Regions from separate parts of the Mus musculus genome. Here regions 1, 2, 3, 4, 6 and 7 are each linked to region 5. Evidence: chromatin contacts called from public HiChIP or PLAC-seq and promoter capture Hi-C data. All regions are on one chromosome and are shown on one strand. Each heading gives the region's core, a stretch centred on a gene start, on an enhancer-like site or on the middle of the called end of the contact. The rest is flanking DNA. Distances are from core to core; before and after follow the strand shown.

The links. Promoter capture Hi-C pulls out the DNA fragments that hold promoters and counts their contacts. HiChIP or PLAC-seq counts read pairs in DNA pulled down with a chosen protein or histone mark.
Region 1: an H3K4me3 HiChIP or PLAC-seq map of embryonic forebrain shows a contact between it and region 5, with 13 times the contacts expected there. The contact joins the enhancer-like site here to the promoter of Psmd7 in region 5. A contact is called at or near these places in 7 of 39 promoter capture datasets (the 3T3-L1 cell line, the C10 cell line, cranial neural crest and 3 more), 7 of 115 datasets of contacts at active chromatin or transcription factors (differentiating embryonic stem cells, embryonic forebrain, embryonic hindbrain and 3 more) and 2 of 9 other capture datasets (embryonic stem cells and embryonic trunk).
Region 2: a promoter capture Hi-C map of hippocampal neurons shows a contact between it and region 5, with 14 times the contacts expected there. The contact joins the enhancer-like site here to the promoter of Psmd7 in region 5. A contact is called at or near these places in 9 of 39 promoter capture datasets (the 3T3-L1 cell line, 3T3-L1-derived adipocytes, the C10 cell line and 6 more), 3 of 484 Hi-C or Micro-C datasets (the C10 cell line, cerebral cortex and ventral hippocampal neurons), 7 of 115 datasets of contacts at active chromatin or transcription factors (differentiating embryonic stem cells, embryonic hindbrain, embryonic limb bud and 4 more) and 1 of 9 other capture datasets (embryonic stem cells).
Region 3: a promoter capture Hi-C map of hippocampal neurons shows a contact between it and region 5, with 22 times the contacts expected there. The contact joins the enhancer-like site here to the promoter of Psmd7 in region 5. A contact is called at or near these places in 15 of 39 promoter capture datasets (the 3T3-L1 cell line, 3T3-L1-derived adipocytes, the C10 cell line and 11 more), 1 of 15 datasets of contacts at CTCF or cohesin (large pre-B cells), 4 of 484 Hi-C or Micro-C datasets (B cells, CD8 T cells, the G1E-ER4 cell line and 1 more) and 13 of 115 datasets of contacts at active chromatin or transcription factors (the 230-238 cell line, T-cell acute lymphoblastic leukemia, acute myeloid leukemia and 9 more).
Region 4: a promoter capture Hi-C map of the 3T3-L1 cell line shows a contact between it and region 5, with 8 times the contacts expected there. The contact joins the enhancer-like site here to the promoter of Psmd7 in region 5. A contact is called at or near these places in 8 of 39 promoter capture datasets (the 3T3-L1 cell line, 3T3-L1-derived adipocytes, cranial neural crest and 5 more) and 3 of 115 datasets of contacts at active chromatin or transcription factors (the NIH/3T3 cell line, embryonic forebrain and neural tube).
Region 6: a contact with region 5 is called in a promoter capture Hi-C map of hippocampal neurons, with 9 times the contacts expected there. The contact joins the enhancer-like site here to the promoter of Psmd7 in region 5. A contact is called at or near these places in 6 of 39 promoter capture datasets (3T3-L1-derived adipocytes, cranial neural crest, frontonasal cranial neural crest and 3 more), 1 of 484 Hi-C or Micro-C datasets (embryonic fibroblasts), 3 of 115 datasets of contacts at active chromatin or transcription factors (embryonic forebrain, embryonic limb bud and embryonic midbrain) and 1 of 9 other capture datasets (embryonic stem cells).
Region 7: a promoter capture Hi-C map of hippocampal neurons shows a contact between it and region 5, with 20 times the contacts expected there. The contact joins the enhancer-like site here to the promoter of Psmd7 in region 5. A contact is called at or near these places in 7 of 39 promoter capture datasets (the C10 cell line, cranial neural crest, frontonasal cranial neural crest and 4 more), 1 of 484 Hi-C or Micro-C datasets (palatal mesenchyme), 9 of 115 datasets of contacts at active chromatin or transcription factors (acute myeloid leukemia, differentiating embryonic stem cells, embryonic forebrain and 5 more) and 1 of 9 other capture datasets (embryonic stem cells).

What each region holds. Positions count from the first base shown.
Region 1 is chr8:109,434,951-109,438,650 of GRCm38.p6, reverse strand. It overlaps a transcript of Pmfbp1 not described here. Among named protein-coding and RNA genes, the nearest start is that of Gm35145, 24 kb to the left of the region's middle. Within about 2 kb of position 1,445, at least 33 of the 459 cell types and tissues checked have an H3K27ac peak or open chromatin away from gene starts, as enhancers often do. A contact at or near this core is called in differentiating embryonic stem cells and embryonic forebrain, where this site is marked.
Region 2 is chr8:109,414,497-109,418,163 of GRCm38.p6, reverse strand. It overlaps a transcript of Pmfbp1 not described here. Among named protein-coding and RNA genes, the nearest start is that of Gm35145, 45 kb to the left of the region's middle. Within about 2 kb of position 1,478, at least 62 of the 459 cell types and tissues checked have an H3K27ac peak or open chromatin away from gene starts, as enhancers often do. A contact at or near this core is called in cerebral cortex, hippocampal neurons and ventral hippocampal neurons, where this site is marked.
Region 3 is chr8:109,535,170-109,538,668 of GRCm38.p6, reverse strand. It overlaps Pmfbp1 (polyamine modulated factor 1 binding protein 1), which reads right to left. Exons shown (of 21, transcript NM_019938.3): 15 at 2,693-2,857; 16 at 1,950-2,117; 17 at 1,465-1,632; 18 at 625-728; 19 at 1-70. Among named protein-coding and RNA genes, the nearest start is that of Dhx38, 29 kb to the left of the region's middle. Within about 2 kb of position 1,773, at least 24 of the 459 cell types and tissues checked have an H3K27ac peak or open chromatin away from gene starts, as enhancers often do.
Region 4 is chr8:109,153,324-109,157,396 of GRCm38.p6, reverse strand. The region is part of intron 2 of D030068K23Rik (RIKEN cDNA D030068K23 gene); the gene reads right to left. The region is part of intron 1 of 4922502B01Rik (RIKEN cDNA 4922502B01 gene); the gene reads left to right. Among named protein-coding and RNA genes, the nearest start is that of D030068K23Rik, 80 kb to the right of the region's middle. Within about 2 kb of position 1,691, at least 70 of the 459 cell types and tissues checked have an H3K27ac peak or open chromatin away from gene starts, as enhancers often do. A contact at or near this core is called in the NIH/3T3 cell line, where this site is marked.
Region 5 is chr8:107,586,755-107,590,388 of GRCm38.p6, reverse strand. It overlaps Psmd7 (proteasome (prosome, macropain) 26S subunit, non-ATPase, 7), which reads left to right and starts at 1,907. Exons shown (of 7, transcript NM_010817.2): 1 at 1,907-2,110. The coding sequence starts at 2,037.
Region 6 is chr8:109,184,582-109,188,655 of GRCm38.p6, reverse strand. All of the region lies in intron 5 of D030068K23Rik (RIKEN cDNA D030068K23 gene), which reads right to left. The region is part of intron 1 of 4922502B01Rik (RIKEN cDNA 4922502B01 gene); the gene reads left to right. Among named protein-coding and RNA genes, the nearest start is that of 4922502B01Rik, 63 kb to the left of the region's middle. Within about 2 kb of position 2,670, at least 48 of the 459 cell types and tissues checked have an H3K27ac peak or open chromatin away from gene starts, as enhancers often do.
Region 7 is chr8:109,463,228-109,466,920 of GRCm38.p6, reverse strand. It overlaps a transcript of Pmfbp1 not described here. Among named protein-coding and RNA genes, the nearest start is that of Gm35145, 3.9 kb to the right of the region's middle. Within about 2 kb of position 1,695, at least 72 of the 459 cell types and tissues checked have an H3K27ac peak or open chromatin away from gene starts, as enhancers often do. A contact at or near this core is called in embryonic forebrain, embryonic limb bud, forebrain and 2 more, where this site is marked.

The DNA.
Region 1 (3,700 bases), core at 196-2,695, 1.8 Mb before region 5:
TACCATTGGGACTGGCTCACTGACTGAATGAGCATGTATCCGCTGCCTCACAGGAGACTTCCATGTCCGAAGCTCATGGTTGCTGCTTGAATGGGGATCTTCATCCAGATGGGGATAGTGACACTGAGCCCCAGAGGCCACTGGGAAGATTCAGACAGCTCAGCTACTGTGGACGGAGGTTTGAGACTGGTGTTCCACACAAGGGGAGGGACAGAGTACAGATGAACAATGTACAGAGTACTGAGTTATGAACAATGAGGTGACAGGGGCAGAAAGCATCTACGGAGGAGGGCAGGAAACACGTGCTGCGCGGACAGGTCACGTGGATCCAGGTTTCCGTTGATATATAGCCTCTTTCATTAAAGCCCAAGGAAGGGCACACTGACATCACTCCAAAGAGTTGAACTAGTGAAGAAAATAAAAAAGTGACTCTAAACCTGGCCGTTTAGTTTTAATATTGTAATACGTAGACCACTGCATGATGGGAGAAATGCACCCTCATATTTTGCTATTGGAAATAACCTGGCCCGGCCCTTTAGATTAGGAAATAATTCGGAAATATGTATCAGAAGGCTTAAAAGGGATTGTATTCTTTAAAGCAATACCAATTTCTTAGACTGCTTTACCAAAAAAATAAAAATAAAAACAAAAACAAAAACCCTTGCTTTAAAAAAAAAAAGCGCCGTACAGAGATTCATCACAGGATATATGTGAGTCTTAGCTTAGATGCTTAGCACGGTGGAATGGTTTCGTAACTTTTGATATACCTACCGAGGAGAATATTAAGCAGCCGTGAAAATGATATTTAAAATGGATTTGCTGTTTGTTTTAAGAAAGAATTGATATTCAATACCGTCACAAATATATAAAACGAACTAGAATGCCCACAAACAGGAAAACACAGAGAAAGAAGCAGCACAATTTAAATAGGGCCTATCTATACTTTTTAGACTGCCTTTGGCCAGTATTATTAACCCATTATTTTGAAAATTTTCTATAGAAATCTTTAATGACTATTAATCAGCAAACAGTCTCTAACAAAGACGGACTGAAGCCTGGTGCCGGCTTATTGTAGCTTTGAAAAGGGATCAGGGAGGGCTGGACAATGGCATGCTTGTCACAGTAAGGTAGCCTGGCCGGGATGAGATGCTCTGAGGCCTGCAGAGACCTCTGGGGACACAAGGCTCTGAACACATACATCCCGTGAGCTGTTTTCCCACGCCCCTCCCTTACATCCCCTGCTCGCAGAAAGGACGGGGTACCAGGTACAAGTACCCTCTCAGTGTTTCACTCAGAGCTGCTGCTTCCAGAACTCTCCATTTCCCAGAAACCCTGCCTTGTCCCTCCTTTGCTAGCTTTAGTTTCTCAGATTCCAGAGCCCGGAGACAGCAAGAGTGGGGGGAGGGGAGCAGGGAACACGTGATTGCCGCCGAGACACGCCCTAAGCCCATAATGTCTGAAAGGTTAAGCAAAGACAGAGATGTGAAGAGGGAAGACTCTCCATTCAACAATAATCGCTCCCCTCATCCCTTCCTAAAATGGGAAGAAAGGGTTGCGAGGTGACATTAGGCACTTTAAAATATGCAAAATTAGGAGCTGTGCAGACCTCATTAACACCCGCCTCCAACATCATTAAGATGTTTCCAAGAAAATTAATTGAGAGACTCATTAAAAATAAATTAAGAAAAATGTGTTGCAGAGCGCCCGTATTCAGCTCATAAATCACAGCTCAGAGCTCCGGCCCGCTGCTCCAGCAATTAACTCCAACCGATTTGTTTTATCCTGAGTGTGAAAATTAGAAAGCAGACGTGGAGATTAGATTAGGGACGTCTGTCAAGCGGAACTTGGAGTGAATATTTTAGATTACAAAATGGAAACCAGGAAAACAAAGAAAGCAGAGATTTCATACCGAGGAGTTTGTCCGTGAAAAGGGACTGGCGGATGAAGGGGGTTGGAGGGAGGGCGTGGGGGGGGGGGAGGGAGAAGCTGTGAGAGAAAAGAACAGATGTTTATATTATAAGTCTAAATAGATACTCGTGGCAGGAGAGACATAAAATAGAGGGTCCTTGATGTCACTTACATACGTATGCCATACTTTCATGTTGAGACATTCATTCTTATCACTCCAAACAGTTCCGGGTCTGAGTATGGGATCCATCTTCCTCCGTATGAAAAGAAATACACTAACTTCTCTTTGTGTTTCTTATTCCATAGTCAATAGCCAACAGTTACCTGGGGTTTCTAGTTTTGTTTCTGTTGCTGCAACAAACGGCCGGGTCAAAAGCAACTTGGAGGAGGCAAAGGGCATATTCAGTTTACACGCCCAGTTCACAATCCACCATTGAGGGAAGTCAGGGTGCAAACCATGAAGGAATTTGGATTATTGGCCCTCAGGCTCAGTTAGCTTCCTTATATAGCCCAGGACCACTGCATAGGGGATGGTACCGCCCACAGTGGGCTGGGCCCTCCCACATCAATTAGCAATTAAGGAGACACTGCACAGACTTGGCCACTTCTGTAACTGAGCTTCCTTCTTCCCAGATAATGCCAGGTTGTGATGAGCTGACAGTAAGAGCTATTCAGGAGATGGAGTAGTTAGCAGGCCTCTTGCTGGTTTCACACATGTATGCCATTCTAGTTAAAGTTCACAACTCCAAAACAGAGAGTCAATTTATAAGTTATGGAACCAGGGCTGGAGCGATGGCCCAGTGGTTAAGAGCACTGACTGCTTTTCCAGAGGTCCTGAGTTCAATTCCCAGCAACCACATGGTGGCTCACAACCGTCTGTAATGGGATCTGATGCACTCCTCTGGTGTGCTTGGAGATAGCAACAATGCTCTAATATACATAAAACAAGAAAATAAATCTTAAAAAAAAAGTTACAGAAACTGATGCCCAAGGTAAAGTGTGAGCTTGGGGGATTATGTTGGGTTTGCAAACCTTGTGCTTTACTCTGAATCTGGTGAAGCCATCTGTGGCAGGTTTTTGTTTTTGTGTTTTTTCCAGTCAGCTTCTTTTTTGTTTTTGTTTTTTTTTTTTTTTTTTTCATTCTTTTCTTTCTTCCTTCCACAAATGTTTACTGTAAACTGCCAGGTGTGGTGCCGGGCTGGAGAGATGGAGTGGTGGCTTCCTCGGGTTTAGGAAGATGGGTACTGGGCGAGACACTGCAAATGACGTCCTGGTGCAGAGGACACACTTAGAACCCCGTCCCCAGGGCAACAGAGACCTTCTGTCACCCCAGTCACTTACTGCATGTCCATTCCGTAAAAGCACTTCCTGAGTTAGATCACTGGTTATCAGCTATGAGGCACTGGGCAAGCCATTCAACCTCTTAGTTTCCGCATCTGTAAAATGGGGATAATACTGGTACTCCCTGCAGAATGAGTCCTCCCTCCCTTCCTTCCTCCACATCCCTCCTCCATCCCTCCTCCCCTCCCTTCTTTTCATTCTTTCTCTTGAGAAAATCCCAAGAAGCCCTTAGCAAAGTGCCCAGCTCAGAGCAAACACCGAGGAAATGTCAGCAGTTATTATTTAGAGGTGACATTTATGTTGGCTCTTAAAGGAGCAGTAGGAATTCAATTAGAATTCCATTTCTAGGGACAGCTGCAACCTTATGGGTAGTATTTAATATTATTTGGATCTTTTGAGTAAAGGGAAGAGGGGATAATCCCGGGCATTAATGAGAGCCAGGCTGGCTTGT
Region 2 (3,667 bases), core at 229-2,728, 1.8 Mb before region 5:
GATAATAAACGGAACTCGCGGGCTATGCTCAGATCGCCTTCCTTCAGCCACCCCACCACTTAGCACAACGCCCACAATGAAAAACAAGGTCTACAATTTGGAGCCGTGGCTCTAGTTAATTACCTCAGAGGAGACAATGACCACCCTATACTTGAAGAGCCAAAACCCGGAAAGAGTGTCTGATACCCTTTGTTTGCCTTGGGTTTTTAGCATCCCTCTGGCTAGTTCACTGGGCTTGGTGGGTTTTTTGTTTGTTTGTTTGTTTGTTGTTGTTGTTGTTGGGGAGTAGGGTGGGTATTTCTTTAAATGATTCTAGAAATATCTCATCTCCGTGGTTGGAGAGAGGCTGTGTTCATCAGCTAGGTAATGTTCTTAGCAGATAGCGCTTTAAGTAAGGACAGCAGACAATACAGCTTCCACGGAGACTACTACAATTCCCTTCTATTCTTTTTCAAATGTTAAGTTTGTATTAGGTTATTTAATAGACCACAATATATTCAGTAGGTACAGAATCCATGGCCCCAAATGGCTGCGTTTTAATTCTATCCTTCTAGTCTGTTTTAACTAAGACGTTTTCTCCTGTGCATATAATCTTCATTATCATAGAAGTTATTTTTAATTTATAATTAACATAGTCTCTGTCTCATCATGTATGCCTTGATCGACTTGGACCCTCCAGACACATCTTATCTGGTACCACGTTGGCTGGGTCCTGCAGTTCTCCAAACATACAGTAGGTGTCTATCTTAGCCTTCCTTATCCCTTCACTTTCTTTTCTAGTCCCTGACACTGGGATATAGTGCATAATTCCAAAATGGCAGCTTTTTGAAAATTCACCTTGATTATCAGACATTAAAAGTGACTCATCCCGCAGTGACTGTCTGGCAGAAGGGATAGGATCAGACAGCAAGACAATGAGGGGACTGGGAACATTAGCGCACTAGATTACAGAGCCATCAAAAATACCTTTGTTCTGTCAAAGATCCAATCATTTGCTAGTTGTGTTCTGTGGAGGAGAAAGAAGGGGGGAAAATCCACCAAACAAACAAACAAGAAAATTCATCTGAGAATTAAAAACCTCCTCAGATCTCTTTATCCTAAGTGGGGAAGGGACGTAGCTGATGATCCATTTCAAGAGCAGGCAAGGTGGAGCTGCGTCTGAGCGGGGAATCTGTATGTAGCAGCTTTTCCCCTCAGTAGCCATCACACTTTGCTTATGACCTTCTGCCCTTTGCGTCTCCGGAAGAGCGGAAACTGCCAAGTTCAACAGGGCTTGGTTTTGTCTGTGTGTCTGTACTGAGCCTGACTCACGGTGGAACAGTTAGAAGGAATGATCGCACAATTAGAGCGTTTTCATTCAAAGCGCAGCTTCTGATTTCCATCACGGTATATTAGAAAGCTAAGCAAGACATGTGTGATGGGCTAGAGGGGCAGATGCTGAGGGAAGCTGTTGGCAGCAGGCTTTCCACAAGCATCCAAACAGGCGTCTGTAAAATAGCAGAAGGAGCCTCGCAGAGACCGTGGATTCTGTATCAAGCATGTATGTGTGTCTCTGTGTTCAAGGGGGAGAAGGGACTGGGTGGGCAGTAGTGTCCTTTTCAGGGAGCCCTTCTTAGGGAGCTGCCCAGGCAGGTGAGAGGAGAGTGAGATGTCCTGAATCTCGGAGCTTCTCATCCCCCAAGAGACGGAGAGGCCAGATGGGACGTGGGTGTCTGGCTTCCTTCTCCCTTTCTTAAAAAAAAAAAAAAAAAAAACCAAAAAAAACCCACAATTTCCATCATTTGTCTATGAACTCAGAGGAGGAGTTTATCAGTCATGGAAAATGCCCCAAAGGGGCTCAGATCAAAGGCAGACTTTGAAATGTGTACTTAGGTGGATCTCCCTGCCAAATACATTAATGTGATTAAAACACAAATTCCATTGGCAGTTATTCCATCTGTTTAGGTGATGTTGGTTGGCAGTGCCATGTACCGGTCAATGGTGGCCTTTTACAGAGGAGTGCCGAGTGAATTTAAATGCTCTGCCGCACACGGATGCTACCTGCCGCGCTCTGGGAGGATTTGGAGGTCTTATTTGCTGGCAGGGCAGGGGAACCAGCTGCTGTCACACCACACAGGGATCTAGTGATAAGAATGGCTTCCTGTTCACTGCCGTCTCGCAAATGGATTCGTGAAAACAACTCGTTGTGATTTTCTAGGTGTGGTTGGTACACGGGGGCTTGCTACTTCTTGTATCCTCCCCCCTCCCCATTCTTATTTCTGCCTTCAGGTACAGAGCACCTCCATGACCACCCCCACCCCATTTATTACGTCGAGCATCAGTGAGTACATTGCTTTATGGATGGAAGGAGACAGACTCAGCAGAACCCAGCACATACTCAGACGCCCAGTATGTTTCTTTGGATTCACAACACACTCCTTGAGCATGGTGAAAGAGAAATCTATATAGTTTAAAGATCTCTGCCTAAACCTGACCAAGAGATTAAAGGGGAGGGCTAAGGGGGAGGGCCCAGACCAATCTCCACACACCAGCACGCCTAACAGAGATAGATTTCTGTGTAAGTGAGTGGGGGGAGAGAGACCTGTGCGCTGGAGTTTTCCATCAGCGGAATGTTAATGAGCCCTAAAGGTTACCTCCCACTCATTAACAAACAGCTCTAGAGACAAATTCCAGTTTTGGGTGGTTACAGAGCAGTGGCTTCCTGTGCACAATCAAATTGTGAGACTGTCCAGGGCCTATTCTGTTGCGGAAACCCAACCTTCAACATTATTATACATGTACTCAAAATCAAAGGTGGAAGACAAGGAAAAAAAAAAAGAGGAAAGATATTTGCAAATTAAAGTCATTGGATTAATCTCCTCTGATGAAATTGATGCTGTCAAGTGAAAAATACTGCTTTGGAAAAAATAATACCCTGAGTAGATATTTCATCTGTGAAGGGAACACTAACGTTCTGGTGTTGAGGTGGCCCGGCAGAGGATACGGCAAACAAAGGAGGAAAGATCGTTCCATCAGCTAGGGACTTGAGTGTCCCCTACTGGAAAATGAGTGGCAAAGAATGAAGAAGTAGGATGTGTTCTTTGGGAGTGTATCCCCTTTCCTTCTTGTCCCCAACCCATTTCCCTCCCTGTTTCCCTCTCTTAAGAAATAGCCATAAGTGCCTGAGGAGGTAAACAGAAATAACTAAGAGTTTATATCAAGCAACAACGCAGGACGGTTAAAAGAAAGAACCACATCCAAAGATCTGCCTTTTCTCCAAATTGGGTGCAAAGCCCTCCCACTTGCCCCCGGAAGAATTATTGGTCTCCTAGTGGTCCAGGCACCACCAGCGAATGCGTGATTTCTAGATATTAGAGGATATTGGGTATGGTGGCAGCGTGCATCTGTGGACCTAGTACTCTGGAGGCTGAGGCAAAACGATTATTTTGAATTAGGACCAACCTGGGCTATATTACAAGACCCCCATCTCAGAATACAAACAAGTAGGGATTGGAGTTATGGCTTCACAGTTAAAAACACTATTCCAAAGGACCTGGGTTCAATTCCCAGCACCCACATGGTGGCTCACAACTGTTTGTGACTCCAGCTCTGGAGGATCTGACATCCTCTTCAGGCCTCTGTGGGCACCAGGCATGCATGCGATACACACAGACATACATGGAAACAA
Region 3 (3,499 bases), core at 524-3,023, 1.9 Mb before region 5:
TTCGCCAGTCAACTTGGCAATGTATTTAACCTGCTCTCTCAGCTTGTTTCCCAACTTCTCATTGGCAATCCTGTAACAAAACACACAGGGGAGGGATGACTCTTCCCTAGAGCTGCGAGAAGCTGGCTGATGGGCACTGGGTCTTCCCAGGAGGGTTTCTGCTGGCTCCTTGCCCCCCTCCTGCCCCCCATCAATCACCTCTTCCCTAGAGGGAGAGCCTTGTCAGTCACAAAGGGACTCACATTCTACTAATGCCTTGGTCTACAAGGGATTGGATTCCAAGTGAGGTTGGATCCCAACTTAGGAAGAGGAAGCGTGGACCTCATGGAAACGGGCTCTGTGCTTCTGATGCTACTCTGTTGCTATGCTACAGGCTTTGCAAGGTTGGATCCCAACTTAGGAAGAAGAAGCTTGGACCTCCTGGAAACGGGCCTTCCCGTCGGATGCTACTCTGTTGCTATATAGCAGGGTTTGCAAGATGGCCTGAAAGGGCCAGACCCCTCTTGTCTGATTCTCAGTTCTTGTGAGTGAGTTCTCCGGCAAGCATGTGTGACTGACTTGTCACTGTGGTTCTCAGTTCTTCCTGGCCGTGGGACCTACCCTACCTCTGTCTCAAATACTCACTTCTGCTCCTTTGCCCATTGTTCCACGTTGTTCATAATCTGGTCATTCTCCCGGTGGTGCCTGCAGGTTTCTTTGGGGGTTAGCTTTGCAGGCGGGGAGTACGGCTTTACACACAGGAAGGAAAAACAAGACGATAAGGGATGAGAACACCGACTGCTACCTCCCCCTCCCCCAAATACTGGATTCTTCTTTCTGAGAAAAGAAAAAAAAAATCAGCTCTGCTGCCCAACCTGAGGCTAGAGCTGCCACATGAGGAACCTGCGTAACTCACAGTGGTGACACCTCGGAGGAGGCACGGTTCGTGGCTGATATGTACACTGATAGTAATGATTCTCAGGCTAATGGCAGTGGAGTGACTTGTTCTAAAACAGCAGTGTTTTAGAACAAGTATAAACACAGCCAACGGAAGAAGACAACCAGGAAGAAGAGGTGCTTCTTTTTCATTTGAGCAAGGGCCCTGTGGTCTGCCGTGGATGTCCCTGCTCTGGTTGCTGGATGTGTGGCTTGTCTAGAAAGCTTCTTATCTGCTTGGATGGCAAAAACTAGCAGGACATGCTCAGAGGGCAGCAAACCAGGGTAGGGGTGGGAGGGGGGCATCTTTGTGAGTGGAAACTGATGTCCCAGTCTTTTGCTGGGACCAGGCTTCTCTTGGTTAGAAATGACCCAGAACTATCCAGACTCGGCTCCCTGCTGAATAATGCATGTGTGTGTGTGTGTGTGTGTGTGTGTGTGTGTGTGTATGTGTGTGTGTGTGTGTGTAAGTGTGTGTTCCTTCCATCCCCCCAAATTGCCCAGTCAGGAGGGGTGGAGAGGAAGTGACAGAATCCAAACTGTGCCCACCTCCTTCTCATCTGCAAGGAGGCTCTCTCTTAGGGTCGCCATTTCCTCCTGGAATTCTCGGAGCTGCGACTCCTTAGCTGCCAACATCTTAAGGTCACTCTGGTGCTGCCTCTGCCACTGCAACACCTGGTTGCTCATCTCCTCCAGCTTCTTGTCAAAGTTGTGCACCTACTCAGGAGTGCAAAGTGAGGGGATTGGGGAGGGGTAGTAGGGAAGACGGGACCAGGCAAGGAGGAGTAGACTGGCTTGGGGGGAGTACAGGGGTGTGTGCCTTTAATTTCCAGTGACCAGCAGAGGGCGCCCCTGCTCTGATCTTCCTTCCTTGCCTGCCTGTCAGTCCACAAGCAGAGAAGGTGGAGTGAACCCAGCAGCCAAAGGGTACTGGCTGAGTGCTAAATAATTCTGCCTGCAAAAGGTGACCTTGTGGACCTCTAATAGGAAGGGAGCCCGAGTGAGCGTCCCCTCCCCCACCCCCAAACTCTCACCTCTTGCTCGCTCTGCTGTTGGAAGCCCTGCAGTTTTTTTAACTCCATATTGAGCTTTTTCATCCTTTCCTCATAAGCCGCGATTTCATCTTCCAGTTGAGCTTTCCTCTCCTGGGTCTGTTGCAAGGAGCGATTCAGGCTCTTTGTCTCTGAGGTTGCCTGAGTGAGCTTTCAGCAGAAAACACAGAGTGGATTAGAGTGGCCTCCAGGGCCCTTGGTCTTCTCGGCTGAGTCTTTAGTACAGAAGGTCCCAGGCCCTCTCTGTGGTGGTGCCCATGGTCAGGCTGCAGGTGGTCCAGAGGGAAGGGGAGGGAGAGCAGGTGGCTTTCACCTCTCTTCCCAGTCTTTCATCCTTCCTCATTCCATTTCCAGTTTTTTGTTTTTTGTTTTTTTTTTTCCCCACCGATCTGTAGACATGACCACCAGAGACGGGGCATGGATTCCCCTGATAATCCAGACTTTGGGAAAAACCCTGTCTGTGAATCACCAGTGAGCGGGAAGACTGGTTCGATATTATCATCTCTGCCACCCTACAACGAAGCCGAGGACACCAACATATAAAACTAAGAGAACGCAGGCCTTCGTTGGACAGACCGCCCTGTCCGGGCAAGGGTTAAAAAGCACTGAAGAGTGTCAGTCATACAAGAAATTGACTCCTGTCCACTCGTAGCCCCCCCCCCCCGAGTTTCTTTGACTACTTCTTTGGCAGAGAGTGGGCGTGGCCTCACCTTGCGTGGCCTCACCTTCTCCAGGGCCTGTGTCAGGTCGTCCTGGCAGTTGCCCGACTTCCGCACAAGTTCCTCATAAGCTTCTTTACTAACCATGTTCTGGAAACAGTTCTTCTCTTTCTGGATAGCCGAATCCAGCTGTGTCTGCAGAATCATGATGGAATCCTTCTGGCGGGCTATCTTTAGGGAACAAGAACATCACTATCAAGGCTGTTCCTGGCATGCACAGATGCGCGACTGTAGGAGGCAGACAGGAATTGGGCGCTCTGTCATAGCTGCTGATGTGCACGCGCACATCTCCGCCTCCCTGATAGGAAGAGCAGAGCCCCTTCTGAGCTGCTTGGTATCTCTCCAGCTTCGTTTCTCTTTATGGCTACCATATCGCCAATATAAAAAAAAAAGCTCCGGAACCTGCTAAGTAGATAAGATATGTTTCATAGATGCAAAGATGTCTGTCTGGGCTGGGGAGATTGCGCTGGGGAGATAGCTCGGTCCATACAGTGCTTTCAAGGACTTGCGTTAGACTCATAGAACCTGTTTTAAAAAGATGGATCTTGGGGCTGGAGAGATGGCCCAGTGAGGACCCAAGTTCAATTCCTGGTTCTTACATAGTGGCTTACAACCATCTGTAACTCCAGTCCTGGGGGATCTGATGCCCTCTACTGGCTTCCGTAGGCATTGCATGCATGTGGTTCACAGGGATACATGTAGCCAAATCATATATACATTTACATAAAAAAATTTTTAAAAAGATGCTGGGTATGGCAGTATGCTCTTATAATCCCAGTTCTGGGGACATTAAATAAGTAACCCTCTGGGATT
Region 4 (4,073 bases), core at 442-2,941, 1.6 Mb before region 5:
ATTACATAACAATATATAAAAAGAGATTATCTATTTGAAAGAGAACAAGGCATGGAGTACCTTGGAGGGTTTGGAAGAAAAAAAGGTAAGGGGAAGATGATATAATTTTAATCTCAAAAACTAAAAAAATGGTATTTAAAAATTGATATTTATCTATACTGCCTATATTTTCTTAGCTCACATTTCTCACCAGCTGGGATGTTCAGTACTAGAACAAAACACCTGCTTATTTGCCTCAAAAGAAATAACAAAGATGACCGATAATGCAAAATATAACTTATGAAGTTTAAGATTGAATGTATGTATTTGTATATATTTACATATGTACATATGATACATATACATATTAAATAAATACATTTACATCTCACCTAAAACCTAACATATATTTTAATGTATTTGTTTTTATTTAAACAAATCACACTTGTATTAAAATGGATTTTTATATCAAAGTATTCATCTTCTTTGTTCTTTTATCCTTAAAAGTTAGGGTACTAAACGCAATTATAAACAAAGTTATCCGAGGTGATTTAAAGGCCCAGTTGGCAAAATGTCTTATGTTTGATGAACTGCATGCTTTATGTTGTTTAAACCTCGTTCAATTGCTTTGCTAAAAGTAAGTAGCAACTCCGAGCACGCCATCTGGTGAGGGTCTCTCTTTGGACCAAGCCGGAAAAGGAAGTAAAGGAATTTTCATTTATTCCATAGTTGTGGTTGCAAAACTGCAATCACAATATGTTTCTAATGCAATAATATAAGTGGGGCTTCAGAGCTCAGAGACCTCGTGAGATCTGATTCAAAGGTCTGGAATATTTAAGGCCGTATCTCATCACCAGGGGAAGGAAGGCTGTTTCCGTTTCTAGCTTTCCTATGACTTGGAAGAAAGAAATAATAATCCAGGAAATTGAAGTCTATGAGCTGGAAAATATGAATTTGATCTTTTAAAAAGCATTCATTAAAAAAATAATAATAGGTGGTTCCTTAATGATAGACCACGGCCCATCAGAGACGTCTAAGGAGAAGATAATCAGATGGGATCTGATGGCGTCACTGTGTGTGCACATCTCTGCTGATACAAAATGCTGAAACTGGTTCTTCTTCTGTCTTTTCATTTTGTTTTGTTAATAATGATTTTTGTCCAAGCCTTGATCCAGTCCAATGACTAGAGAATGGAACTTCCCCCCAGCTCTCTGGGGACTCCATTCCAGAGACTAATAGATTTCACTGTCAGAAAACATTTCCCGGATTCCGTCTTAAATTTCCGTTACTTAATTTCATCCCAGTACTTAACCATAAAGCCTCTTAACCTACCTTTAAAGTGACTTGACTTCCATGATGTTTACGTCTTTTGAATATTTGTGAAGTGCTGTAACTGGACGTAATAGAAAAAATGAACGAACAACATGTTTTCCTTTAATCTTTCGGTGTAAGTTAAAGTCTGAAGCTTGCCCTACATTTATTTTCTAGTTTGAACATTAGGCAATTTGCTTAACTGAATCAAGTGTGGGGCCACAAACTGGTATTCTCATTGTGATCTCGGCAGTGCTAGTAAAAGAACTTAGCTTCCAGCGATGTGATGCGGAGCTCTTAGATGTACATACTAAAATCTCACTGACTGATCTCACCGAGGACCGTGTTGCGAGACCATACATAATTTGCTGACACTATCATCACGAATCAAGTCCCTTGGCAGTACGACTTGCCAAGCACCGTCTAGGCTGCCAACAGAATGACTGTGTTTCTGTTTATTCTCTCCAGATGTACTTTCTAGCTGCATTTTTCCAGGTTGAATCACATTTCATTTCCTGCCCATATTTCTAACCACTTTAGGTCTCTTTTATGTGCCCTCTCTGGTTTTGTCAACACCATCCGATTCACCATCGTCTGTAAATTAAATTAACATGATGTGTACCCTCTCGTATAAATCATTAATGAAGTTTCTCTACAATTTGGTTTTTTAATCTGATCCTACTTAATGTTTGTCGTCCTCATGTTTTCTTAAGACTATAGCACTTCCGCCATATAATACGTTGTTTTACTTGCGAATGGCAGACTAACACAGATAAAGCTCAGAGCTGCTATTTCCTTCTTGAGTATTAGTGTAAAATTATCTTTATTGTTGAACAAGATGAGGTTTTACTTACAGTCCTCTGTCCCTCATAATTGCTACATTTTTCATCAGTGGTCTCATACCACATGGTGACATAAAATTGTCAAAAGAATCTTCAGGACAAATTTTACTGTGCAGGGAGCTATTTTAATCTTGTATCACAATTTACAGTAATACCATTCTGCCATTAAAAAAAAAGAAAAGAAAAGAAAAAATGTTTTCATTTCAACTATTTGGAATCAGTAAGCTGAATCAAGATGAACGGTTCCTAGAAAATAAGTGTTTCATTGTTTTTTTCATTTATAGCTGCTGTTTCTTTTTATTTTGTCAGTTATTTTTAAATCCTCTGCTATTCTAAAAACTACTTTTAAACTTTAGCCTTGAATTGGGCGTAGTAATACACACCTTCAGTCCTAAACTCAGGAGAAAAAAGCAGGTGGATCTCAAGGCGGGCCTGGTCTACGTAGAGAGTTCCAGATCAGCAGGGCAGCAGGGGCTACAAAGTGAGACACACACACACTCTCTCTCTCTCTCTCTCTCTCTCTCTCTCTCTCTCTCCATATATATATATATACACACACATACATACATATACACATACACATACACACACACACACACACACACACACACACACACACACATATAAATTTGGGGTCTTAATGGGTCAACGTGCTTACCACCAGGCATGATGATCTGACTTTGTTCCCTAGAATTAGAGTTGATTCCTAGAGCTTGTTCTCGAACTTCTACAGGTATCCTGTTGCGTGCACCCTTACACATACATAAAACATACACACGCTAAATATAAAAGGAAAAGATAACACGTATTTTATAAGAAAAGCCTCTTCTTTCCCATAGGGGCAACCCTTGGTATGAGCTTTATGAAATTATAATTTATCCATGTAATCCCACAGCCAGGCAGCAATGCTTCAAACATTGAATATCTTGGATGCTTTGGGTTATTAGTTTCCATTTCATATGAGTTAATTATTTTTTCCCTATGTGTTTTCTATTTTCCTGCATGAACATCTTGCCATCTGTTTCTAATAATCTTGAAATTCTTGTCCTCAGAAGTTCCTCACCTAAATCCCCAGTGTTAGCTCTACATACCAGCGTTTCTTCTCTTAAACCCTTAGCCTTACCATGTGTCTTGGAACTTGAGCTAGGAATTTGAGCTGCCTTTTTCTCATTTGTAGGTAGATACATATTTTAAGAGCATATTAATGGTCTAATTATGGAAAATACATCTGATTGCACTAAGTCAATAAGAGGAACCCTTAACCTAGTTTTTTCAGCCAATTCTCATATTTCATTTTATTTGTTAAAAGGCTAAATATATGGGCACCTAAATATAAAAGTCTACATTTATTTCCTCAAAAAATTAAATACCCCCTATTTTTAGGTTATCAAATCTGTATTTGCATAGTCCCTTTGCTGTTACTATTTCAATTTATTTTCTATTTCTCATTTCCAGATGCATGCAGCAATCTAACACATTTCTGTTTTTAAGTCAAAGCTTATCTTGGTTTTCACCATTGAATATGGCTATTATACAATAAAACGCTAACAAAGCTAGGACTCATTTGTATTTTATCAGCTATCTTACCATTGCTTTAAAGGTACATGTGTCAGTAATACACATTTGGAGAAAGAGAGTCATCGCCACATGGTTTGTAGTAGGAAAAAAAAAACCAGAAACAATCAAAATGACGAATTATTAGGGAACTGGATAACTGTAACCTAGCTCAATAGTACATAAAAGTGCTATAAACTTCACTGAAATTGGCAAGTGCCAATTTAGTTTCTCAGTGAGAGTCTCTCTGCCCTCTAAGACCTGAGATTTAAATGTCAAGCAACTTGTGGGTACCCAGTGATACTTTAGTGGCAAGCAGTTATAAAAGACATGTCATTCCATATAAAGAGAAGAATTTCTGGGGTATCATTTACTCTCAGAGCATCT
Region 5 (3,634 bases), core at 658-3,157:
TACTTTCTTCTCCTTAACCCTTAAGTTTAAATGTATAAAACTGGTACGGATGGCTTTCTTCTAGCTCTGGTTATATAATTAGTAACATATAGACAGGGAGAAACTGATGAACTGGCCTGACTCCATTTAGGCTTAAAAACCATCTTATAATAAAGACAAACTAGGCTCATTTCTGTTTATGATTTGTAACCTTAATTACAAGTGGCTCTGCACTTCCTGTTCCAGAAAACTGTGCCTTTGTTTCCAACCATCTTGCAACCCTAACTTTGTTTCAAAAGGTTGTATGACTGCCTTGGTTCTCACTACCTTGTTAGGTCGTTGTTATGACTGCCTTGTTAAGACCACCTTGCAATCATGTCTATGTTTCAGAGGGTCTTTGCGACTGATGTCTTATGTTCATGTTCTGCTCCTGTAACCCTGCCTATTTTGAGCACCAAATCCCCTATTTGAAAATTCCCTACCTCTGAGCTATAAAAACCTTGTCTTTCTCATGCCCAATGCTGATTTCTTGAACCATCCCCTGCACCAGCACCACCACACACACACACACACACACACACACACACACACACACACACACACCCGTTTTTAGGAAGAGACAGCCCATGTACACAAATAAAAAAATGCTTGTTTTAAAGCTATGATATGCTTACAGACGGGAGACTGGCATGGCTGTCCTCTAAGAGGCCCTACCAGCAGTTGACTTAGACAGACAGATACTTACACCCAAGCATTGAATTGAAATTGGGGACCCCTATAAAAACTAAATTAAATTGAATAAATAAAAATGCTTGCTTTAATTAATTAATTTTAATTAATTTAGCCATGGTGTTTTGGGTTGGTGGCCTTTCTCCCCAAATCTTTGGGATTAACAAAACCTGAATGTTGTTGCACTCATTATGTCACAGTGAGCATTAAGGAAAATTCCCAGAAATAAAAACTATAGATAAAGTATCCAGTCATACACCCAAAGTGTGCCCTTGGTGTTAGAGACCGAGAGCATCTCTAAACCACGTGTGGTCGCATATGCTGTCACCCTTGTACTTAGGAGGAGGTAGAGACAGGGGACCACCCTGGACTATACAACAATTTCCATGCTAGTCAATGTCATAGAAGGCCCAACTTCAAAAGCAATGAAATAAAACATTAAAAATAAATAAATAAAAACCAGGTGTGATGGCATATGACTTTAACTCCAGCACTCAGGGAACAGAGGCAGGTAGAGGCCAGTCAGGTCTACAACGTGAGTTCCAGGACAGCCAGGGCTGTTACATAAAGAAACACCGTCTCAAAAAAAAAAAAAAAAAAAAAAAAAGAAGCAAAACAAAACAAAAACCAAAACCCAAAAACAAACAAACAAACAAATGAAACTCCTCTGGGAAATTTTGAAACAGTGCTGACTTAAAGTGTTAAGTGAAAGTTAAGGGCTGGTGAGATGGCTCAGTGGGTAGGAGCACCTGACTGCTCTTCCGAAGGTCCAGAGTTCGGATCCCAGCAACCACATGGTGGCTCACAACCATCCGTAGCGAGATCTGACTCCCTCTTCTGGTGTGTCTGAAGACAGCTACAGTGTACTTACATATAATAGATAAGTAAATCTTTGAAAAAAAAAAAAGAAAGTTAAATATATGTCGTTAATTATTTGATTAGTAGAAGTACACGCTGTTACTACTTATGTTTATCTGCCTTTTTCTACAACCTTCCAAGGAGGAGAAATGGTGAGCTGGCAAACAACTGAGGAAAAACAAAAACGAAAACAAAAACAAAAACAAAAACCTAGGGAAAGGCTCAATGCCAAGCTTCGTCAATAGCCTAAGTCCCACAGAAGGCAAGGCGGTTCTTTCCCTTTCTCAAGATGGCGCCCCTGGCGACAGGGCGGGCACGAGCGCAAAGCGCTCTGGGAGCGGAAGTCGACTGTGCAGCGGCGGTCAAACCGGAAGGGGAGGTGCTGGGGCCTGGAGGAGCGGCCTGTGTCGCTGCGGTTGCTGGTGTTTGCGGGTTGCAGGGAGCCGGGCCGGTGGTCGGGCTGTGTCGCGATGCCGGAGCTGGCGGTGCAGAAGGTGGTGGTTCACCCCCTGGTGCTGCTCAGTGTGGTGGATCATTTCAACCGGTGAGCGGGTGGCGCGTGGCGGCCACACGGCGCAGGGCTGCTGAGTCACGGGCGCGCCGGGCACAAACGCGGCGGCCGGGGACACGGGTTGGGACAAGCGACCCCAGCGGCTCCACACCGCGGTGCTCGGTACCCATTGACAGCCTCGCACCCCCACCGAGGCCGCCACTCCTGAGTCTGGCCCGCCTGGCGAGGCCCCGGAGCCGGAACGATGCTACCCGCCGAGGCCGCGCCTTTTCCCAGAACGGCTGGGCGCCGTTTAAGACCGAGCTTCAGTCTCGTGTGCCCGTGCCTGTAAAAGCTGTCACTGAAACCCCGGTCTCGGAGTCCCCGATGAACGATTTTCTGGATGAGGCAGGGATCATAGCCAAGTTTCGATTTGGGATTCTGGTCGAATGGTACCTTTAAAATGGGAATGAATAAGGTGTCGGCTTGTTCCTCTAAAAACGAGGCAGGTGCAGATTGGGGCCAGCCTACAGTTCCCTTGGGTAGCTCACTGCCACCCTTGCCTGCTCCAGCCGTTCATCCGGCCAGACCTGTTGCACGTGTTCGGAAGTTTTACAAGATAATTAGTGTGAGGAGTTAACAAATATGAAGGTCCAGTAGGGAGTCTACTTGCAGTCAAGTCGGCGCTAGTGCCTGGTCTGAAGCAGGCTTTGTGCAGCTAACTCAACCAGAGCCAAAAAAAAAAAAAAAAAAAAAAAACCTCAAGACGGAGCCTTTTGAGTCTGAATTCAGTTGTATTGTTCGGAATGCCTGGGATACTAGGGGCCCTGATGGGGTGAACACTGTTTAAGCTTTATTTTAACAATTGGTAAGAATGGGGGGGGGGGGTGCAGACACTGTTGGTAGTTGTATCAAGGAACAGATGGAGGGGCTTTAAAGACTCGTGGATGAAGTTTCCTTTGGCATGTGGAAACTCGTTGTTTGAAGTAGTTTTAGTGGGTTAGAGAGGTGTAATGTTACTTTCACTGTGGCTTGTGTGTTTCCTTAGCATAGAATTAAGTTGTTTCCAAATATGCAGTTTGTTAGTGGCTAAAGAAAACAATTCTTGCTGGGCGTGATGGCGCATGCCTTTAATCCCAGCACCCCGGAGGCAGAGGCAGGCGGATTTCTGAGTTCGAGGCCAGCCTGGTCTACAAAGTGAGTTCCAGGACAGCCAAGACTACACAGAGAAACCCTGTCTCGGAAAAAAAAAAAAACAAAAACAAAACAAACAAACAAAAAAAAACAAAACTGGTACTTCTCTTAGATCTTCATCCCTGGAGAGATTTCAGTGTAGCGAGGAGGGGAAAGAGTTTAAAGGATAAAGCTGAGAAAAAGAAAAACAAGCATGACTTTTTCTCCAAGGGAGTATCTGGAATCTTTAGAAAGTATCCTTCCAATGCGGGTTGGGGTGTTTCCTTATCTTTCCTACGGGAACTAACCTGTTACATTTGTTTATGGACCTTAGGTCCGACATAAACTAAATTGTATCTTTGTTGTTGATACTTGCTACTCAGTCGCAAGTAATAGCTTTTTCGA
Region 6 (4,074 bases), core at 1,421-3,920, 1.6 Mb before region 5:
CTGTCATGAATTGAACCTTATCAAATGACCAGTTGGTACATTCTCATTGCCAGTTTTGAGCATCTCTTCTGCTGCCAAGGCATTGGGATCTCTCACTTTGTTCATTTCAAATCTGCTGATCTCCCAGAAGCAGGGCCCATGAAAAACTGAATGACCCTGATGACGCACTCTGTCTCGGATTCTCTCTCTGTCTCTTTGTTTCTTTCTCTTTCTGTCTCTCTGTCTCCCCCCCCCCCACCCCAATCTACTTATCTCCTTCTCCCCCTTACCCACCCTCTATGTTCATGAGTATAAAGAAATGATTGTTTCTGTAGCTTTAGGTCTGAATGCTTGTCACTCCATTTGCAATAATTCAATTTATCCTCTTCAGCTGCACTCCTTGCTTCCTTCAAATCTCCATGCAGGCAAGCTTGGCTAATAAATTTTGATTAATGTAGCCGAATATAGACTCCCACCTCGAGCCCCCTTTCCTTGGTATACTACCATCGGGCTGGTTAAAGAGAGAAGGAAATAAGAATACAGTCAGAGGGAAGGAATGGAGACGGGGTAAAATAGTAATAAAAAATAATTATATAAAAATGCTAAAGATACCACATCTGTCTTTTTGCTTAGCCCACTGAGCTTGGCAGTTCCAGACTTAAGCCATTGTCCATGTTTTAGCAGATATGGAAATGGGAAAGGAGAAGAGGATGTTTATGGGCAATTATTAAATAGTGCAGAAAAAAAACAGAGTCTTTATTACAGTGGTAAGGGAGAGAGGAACGGAGAGAAATTTCTTTCCACAGATTTGCCTTTGTGATCTGGAAGGTGCTGTTCCCCTGCTTACACTCTGTTACCCTGGCAACACACTCCTGTAAAATAAAGATTATTAAAGCGCATATGATTATTTTGCTGCTGAGTGAATAAGACAAGCCGCTTCTGAAATGCCTTATCAGAGAAATTCAATTTTAGACCAAATTGTGTTTTTGCCTCCTTCTGGTTCTCCCTCCCCCCGCCCCCCACTTCAAATAAAACCATCATCCCCGCAGTTACCACGCGACAGTTACCACACGACACTTTGTTACTTATTCACACCCTCGGTATTTCCAGCTTTCTTTTAATTTCAGGAAAGCCTCACCCCCATTTTCATTATTGTCCTCCCCCCGCCCTCAAGCGGACTACCACTGTTTGCAAATCAGAATTGGAAAGTAATGTGGCTAGGCTTTGATTTGATTATTTAGGACTTGTAAAAAATATCGGGTTCTGTACCACACATAAATGCTTATATTATACACCCAATAAGCAATATTTCACTGAAGAACGGCGTAGAAAGTGAAGATGAGGCATGTGGTGGTCCTTTAAAGGTTGCAGATGCAACTGCTCCAGTCACCCACAACAGCCAGGCTTAGTGTCCTGGGCTCAGTGTCCTAGTGACGGCGTCCTAAGGTGTGCAGTTACTGCAAAGACGGGCAGCTTCACAGCTGCAATGGCTGCCCGGTGTACCTTTGTTGTCTGTTACCTCTGTATTTGCTATTCAGTCAGTGATGATGACAGAGAGTTATGAGGAGGGCAGAGATTATTCAACAGACTCCATAGGCTCTTTTAATATTCTCCTGATGAGATAGTAACATCAACTTTGCTAGAGCTGCCATGTGATTTTTTTTTTTCCTAGAAGCTGTACCTTTGAGTCTCTTCAGGGTCCAAGTGTAAGTCAGTAGTGATAGAAAAAAAAATAAGAAAAGGGGAAAAGGAAAGAAAGAGAGGAGGAAGGGAGGGGGAGGAAAGGAAGAGAGAGAGAGAGAGAGAGAGAGAGAGAGAGAGAGAGAGAGAGAGAAATTGGTACCTGTAAGCTTGTATCATTTCCATACAGTATGAAAAAAAAAAAAAAGAAACCATTTAAAAATGTTAAATATAACAATTAAATCAGCATGGAAGGAGAGGTGGGAATGATGGAGTCTGTTCAGAAAAAAAAAAAAAAAAGACTCCAGTTGAGGCTGTACAGAGTAGATCCATAGCCTGTCTGTGAAACCTGCTGAGAGACATGGGTGCACAGAAACAGCACCAGGCGACCTGTATCCTACACGGCCAGGCAGTGGGCAGCTGAGATGGATGTCACTGCCTTCACCAGGACTGTTCATGGGACACGTCCTTACTGCTAGAAGGCACTGGCATGTAACGGGATACTGCCGTGTCTCACCACATACATGCACACACACATCCTTGCAAAAACACGTGCAGCAGCGTCTGGTGTTGATATTCTAGTCCCACGTAATTGCTTTCCTTTATTTTGTTGACATTCATTTTCAAGCCTGACTCAGAACCACCACTAGGAAAGTAAGCAGGTAGGGCCTTGGTTGTCAATTTATTTATTTTTTTTTATTTCACTAACTGCAAATCTGTGCTTGTTTGCAAGAAACTTACGGCATTTGGTACTTAGCAGTGCTAGAAATCCCAAGAACAAGTAGGATGTTGTATCAGTTTCTTTGATGAAGCAAACCATACATCCTATTATTCACTGTATGTGGGTGAGCTACCACCACCAGGAAGCTCACTCCTGGCTGTAATTCACTCCCAGCACTGCCCAGAAGGTGTCACCACAGCCTCATTGGCTTCAAGGATTTGGGGACAAGTGGGGAGTAGGAGGCAAAGGGAGAAAAACAGACACAAAGAAGGGGAAAAAAAGTGTTCACGCAGACAAAGGAAAACAAGACAATGTGCCAGGCAATAAAACTCCCAGAGAAACCCAGACATTCGCCCAACCTAACAGTGTGACTTGCCCAGAGGAGAGTGGCCCTCCGTTTGTTGGTGAAGGCAGGAAGTGGGAGAATGGAGGCAGAGGCTGATCCACGCAGGCATTTTGTGGAGAGTAAACAACACGTGGTGAACACTAAGCCTGGTCCAAGATGCCCATCTAACCTGCTCACCTGGCTTTCACCTGTGGTGGTGGTTCGGTGCTGGACCATACAAAGGGGACCTAACAGCTGCGAAGCCATGCTAGGAAGAGTCAGACGACATAGAACACAGTCTTTTTTTTTTTTTTTTACTGCGGAAGCCACACAAATTAACTCCAAATTACTGCTACAGTCAGACAAGGAGAAGCTTCGAGGCACAGAACTTGTTGCTGTAGTTCATCTTGCTTGAGGTGGTGGCTTCACTCATCTACTAGTTGCTAAAAGCCACCCCGTTTACAGCACGACAGCTTTTAATCTCTGCTCTCTCCCCCAGCAGCCCCCCCCCCACCGTAGTTTAATTAAAAGACAATGAACCTTTTAAAGTAGTCAGACGGAAAATATAAAATTGCCCTGTTCTATCAAAGCTTAAGACATTCTCGTTCTCAGAACATGAGAGGAATTCAAAGTAGCTCACTTGGTGGTTTATTACGCCATGGTCCCTCTGTGCCATTCTTTATCAGGGCTCTTGGAATAGCTATTTGAAACCAGAAAGGCGGGTCAACCTCAGACTGATAAATAGTCAAAATTACAAACAAGCAAGCAAGTAAAAACAGCCGCATGCGATCAACATGGTGTAGTCTCTAGGTCATTGTGTGTGATATTTATTTCTAGAATGTCACTATACATCGAAATTGCCCCTATGTGTTAACTTACAGGAGTCTAAAATAGGTAGCCTTTCTGACTTAATATATTCTCAGTTTAAGAGTACAGGAGCTATAAGAAGATTTAAAAATAGTAAATGTTATTGGATGATAGGTGGGTATGGATACTTAGCCTTCTTCTAACTCCACAGCCTAAATCTATTAATTTTGGCAAAGGGCACCGAGACACATCCGTGTGATTTGAAATGTTTCATGGGAGTCTTTAAGCATGAAGATCCCGTCTAATCTTTCCAGACATTAAGATGCTTCATCCCGAAGACCCCTTCATAGCAAATTGTAAGCTGTTCTGTTTTATGCGCTCTGACAGGATGAAGGGCTGAGCTGGCCCTAGAGGGATAGGAGACGGACAGAGTCTGAGGAGTTCAAACTTGAGATTTCCAATAAAGCACCTCCTACAATTAGAAGACAGCTATGGCAGCGTATTATTAGATAGTTGCAGGGCACGAAGAACTACTTTCTTCTTCTCACCTTAACACGGCCCT
Region 7 (3,693 bases), core at 446-2,945, 1.9 Mb before region 5:
CTTACACTTCACCTCATGCCCATCGGTGACAGCCATCCATGCACACACTCTGCTTAGAGCAGCTGCATCGACACATTGATGGATCTGTGCTTTAAGAAGAATTTCTTTTCTTATACAGGAAATAACTCCTTGGTGGTATAGAAAATGTGTTCGTATTAGCCGGGCCAAATTCATTCATGCTTCCATTAAGGAATCTCTATAGCTACTAGCCCAATCTTTACATTCTTTAAAACTACTGTTCTAGTTTGTCTTGCCCCTATTCTTCATGAATAGCAGGTCGGAGTTCCCCATAAGACTTCTGGCTCAGTATCTCACAGGGAGACATTAGGATGTCAGTATAATTCCTTTTTAAAGAAAGCTTTGGGTTGGGGCAGTGGCTCAATCAGTAAAGTATTTGCTGCGCAAGTATGAAAGCCCATGCTTGACTCCACAGCATCTCTGTAAACATCAGGCACGGTGGTATGTGTCTGTAATTCCAACACCAGGGAGGCAGAGACAGACAGCATGGTCCTGGGAGCCTGCTACCCAGCCAGTCTATCTAGATAGGTGAGCTCCAGTTTCCTAGAGAGATTCTATCTCAAAACAAAAACAAAAACAAAAACCAAAAAACCAAAAAACCAAAACTGTTTGGAGACCAACTGAGATGCCTGCCATTGTTCTTTGGCACACCTGGACACTTGCGTAGGTATGTGTCCGTGCACACACATACCCACAGACAGCCATAGTATCACTAGCCTGCTCGATGGTCTACGGGCAGCACTTGCCAAATTTAGTTGGTTTTAAGGATGCAGAATCACCTGGAGATTCTGACTCTGCTGGTCTGAGACACACTAGCGATCCATATTTTACACTAGTAGTAGCCTATGGCTCTCACAGCTAGGCAAGGGCAGGAGACACTGCCTTGCTTTACATAATGGGTTCTGGCCACAGAGCTGCATGCGATTGTAACCAGGCTTAGCAGAAGCCACGAGCAAAAAGAGAGTGTGGAGATTTTGAGAGAGAGAGAGAGAGAGAGAGAGAGAGATTGAGAGAGAGAGCTCCATCTGTGAGTCATGGGGTGACCTCACCAGGTAATTGGGCACCCAGGGTCACTGCAGCCACCTGGAAGCTTCTGATAGAGAAAGCTTTGGGGAATCTTTTATTAACATATTTAATATGCCTGACTAAGGGGAAAACATACACAAAGCTAGGAGGCCTTGTTAGCAAGCCATCCCTGCATAATTCTTGGCCAGGAAATAATGACTTCTCTCCCAGGAAAGGTTTAGTTTAACCCTTAGCTTGCCTTTTTCCAGGGGCAAGCCAGTGGACATGTATAACCCTTCCTAGGTTAGTAGACGGGTAGGGATGGGCAAGGGCTGTCCCCGGGGTCTTTTTGGAAGTGCCCAGTGGAAGTACAAGTCACAGAAAGCATCATTATGGAGCAGGGTTATGGCTTCCATGAGAGAGCAGTCTTCCATGTTACGCCCCAGGCTGCCTCCTCCTCTATTGGGGTCAGCTTTGAGGACCTTTGGGGACCCCCACAGAATTGACCCATGACAAGAAATCTCTCTGCCTCGTGGTTATGGCTGAGAGGTGACAGCAGCTCTTTTGCTGCTGAGCATTGAGTAAGATGAAGTGCAGAGGCTTAGTGGGCAGCAGAAATCAGAACCATGTGTCTCTGAGAGTGGGGTGGAAACTCAGAGCTGTGGCTTTTCCAGACTGCCTTGGTCGCTCTGCCTCGGCTCCACAACACACACACCTGCACACCAGACCTAGGTAGGTATGATGCTAACTTGCCCCTCTCCCCAACAAAGTTGGCCCATCCCCCCATGGGAAATGTTTTGTTTGGTGGCAATAGCTAAGAGAAAATAGAACACTCTCTCCTTGTTTACAGACGAATCATTCTGCATCAGAGGTGACTTGTTTTCCACCCTTGCAAGAGTCTGACGGGGGCTTTTCCTTTCTTTTCCTTCTCTTCCTTCATTTCATTTCTTTTTTTTTTCTTTTGCCTTTTTCATAAATAAATATTTTAACTGGAAATTTCCAAGTGTATGACAGGCCTAGAATGTGAACTTGAATGTACTGTAATAGAAATCATCAGTTGCCATGGCGACCTGTTCCAAGAGCAGAGTCACGTGAGCGGAGAGCGCTCAGTAATACTAACACATCAGAGAGCGAGGCCACTTAACCTCAATCGCTTCCAGCTATTGTGCAGAATGCAATTGAATTTATTCCTAATTTCTGCCAGTGCCAAGGAACAAAATTTCCCTGCAGATTTTAATCTTACTCAGGCAGTGCCAGCCGGCGCTCAGACGCTGTTCAACACCAATATTCAACCCGGCTACTCGCCCACTTTACAGCTCCATTTTCTTATTCTTATCTGCAATAATAGCTTCCCTCTGCCTGCTGGATCCCGCACATCCCCCTGCCCTGGGGAGAACTGCCCTTCTCCTTCCCACGTGGCCGTGCGGTTTTCTCTGACTCTGGCTGCTAATGCAAGAAACACAGCCTTTATAATAATACCAATAAAAAAAAAAAAGACAGCAATAGTCGCCCCACCCCACCCCCACCCCTTTCCCCTAAACCTGTTGTGAAATACAATTTCTGTCAGCTTTTGACTGTGCTTTGGAATAGCACAATTAACAGCCCCATCATAATGAGGCAAAGCCCATGGGGTCAGTGAATAATGGAATCAAAGGGTGAGTTTTCAGTCTCCATCACAGTCACCTCCCTCCCGGCCCCCCAACCAGGGGAGCAGCCCAGACGCCCAGGAGGTACAGCCGCCTATCACAGAACACTCATTTCGAGAGCTTATCAGCTTCCATGAAGGCTGATAAATCAGAGTGTCTCATACGGACAGTCTCAAGTTAGCCGTGTCATCGATCCCTCCTCCCCTTTTAAGCTATTTGTCTTATTCACTTCCAAAGATGGTATCAGAGATGCCAAATGAGCCTTTGTTTTCCGTGCTCTTGGGCAGCCTAGGGTGAGTTGCCCGTCTTGCTGCAGGGACGGGGGAAATCGTTCTTCCGGGTTTAGTCCTTTGTTTCCAGCCCAAGGTCACCTCTGGCCCCTTGGTTCAGGTGTTGTCAGCAGTCTGTCTGTGTTCAGAGGCAGGAGGCGGAGTCCTCCTAGCTGACAGTCTTTGCATGGCCCTAGCCCTCCAGTGACCTTCCTCTTTTATGGATGCTACTTTAAAAAAGATGTAAAACCTGCTGGAATAACTAAATGGAGTCTAGGTAGAGTCCAGCTCTCAGAGAGTCCATGTTGAAGGTCACGCAAAAGGAACCTTAAAAATAGGGAAATTATTGGATATCTTTTTTTTTTTGGGGGGGGGGAGGAAAAAAAAAGGTAGTTTCTGTGGTGGCTTGCATTAGTGGGTGGGTGTCTCTAAATGGCTGAGGAAGACATCATTGCAAATGCCTTTCTCAGCCAGTACCTGACCATTGTTCTAACACTGTGGTGGGACAGGGAATGTGATGCAAGCCCAGGGGAGGCATAATGGCCCTGTGGAATTAGGATAGGTGGCTGTCAGGGGTTCTGGCTCTACATAAAGAACTTGGTAACTATGGAAATCTTCATGGGGTAGATGGGGAGAGAAGCAGCCAGAGAGAAGAGAAGTCACGTGATGAATTTGGTGTCAGTGGCACAATGTTTGGATTCAGAAAGAGAAAAACCACACGCTAAGCATGGCTCTCTGCCAGCCCTGCTGTGGGG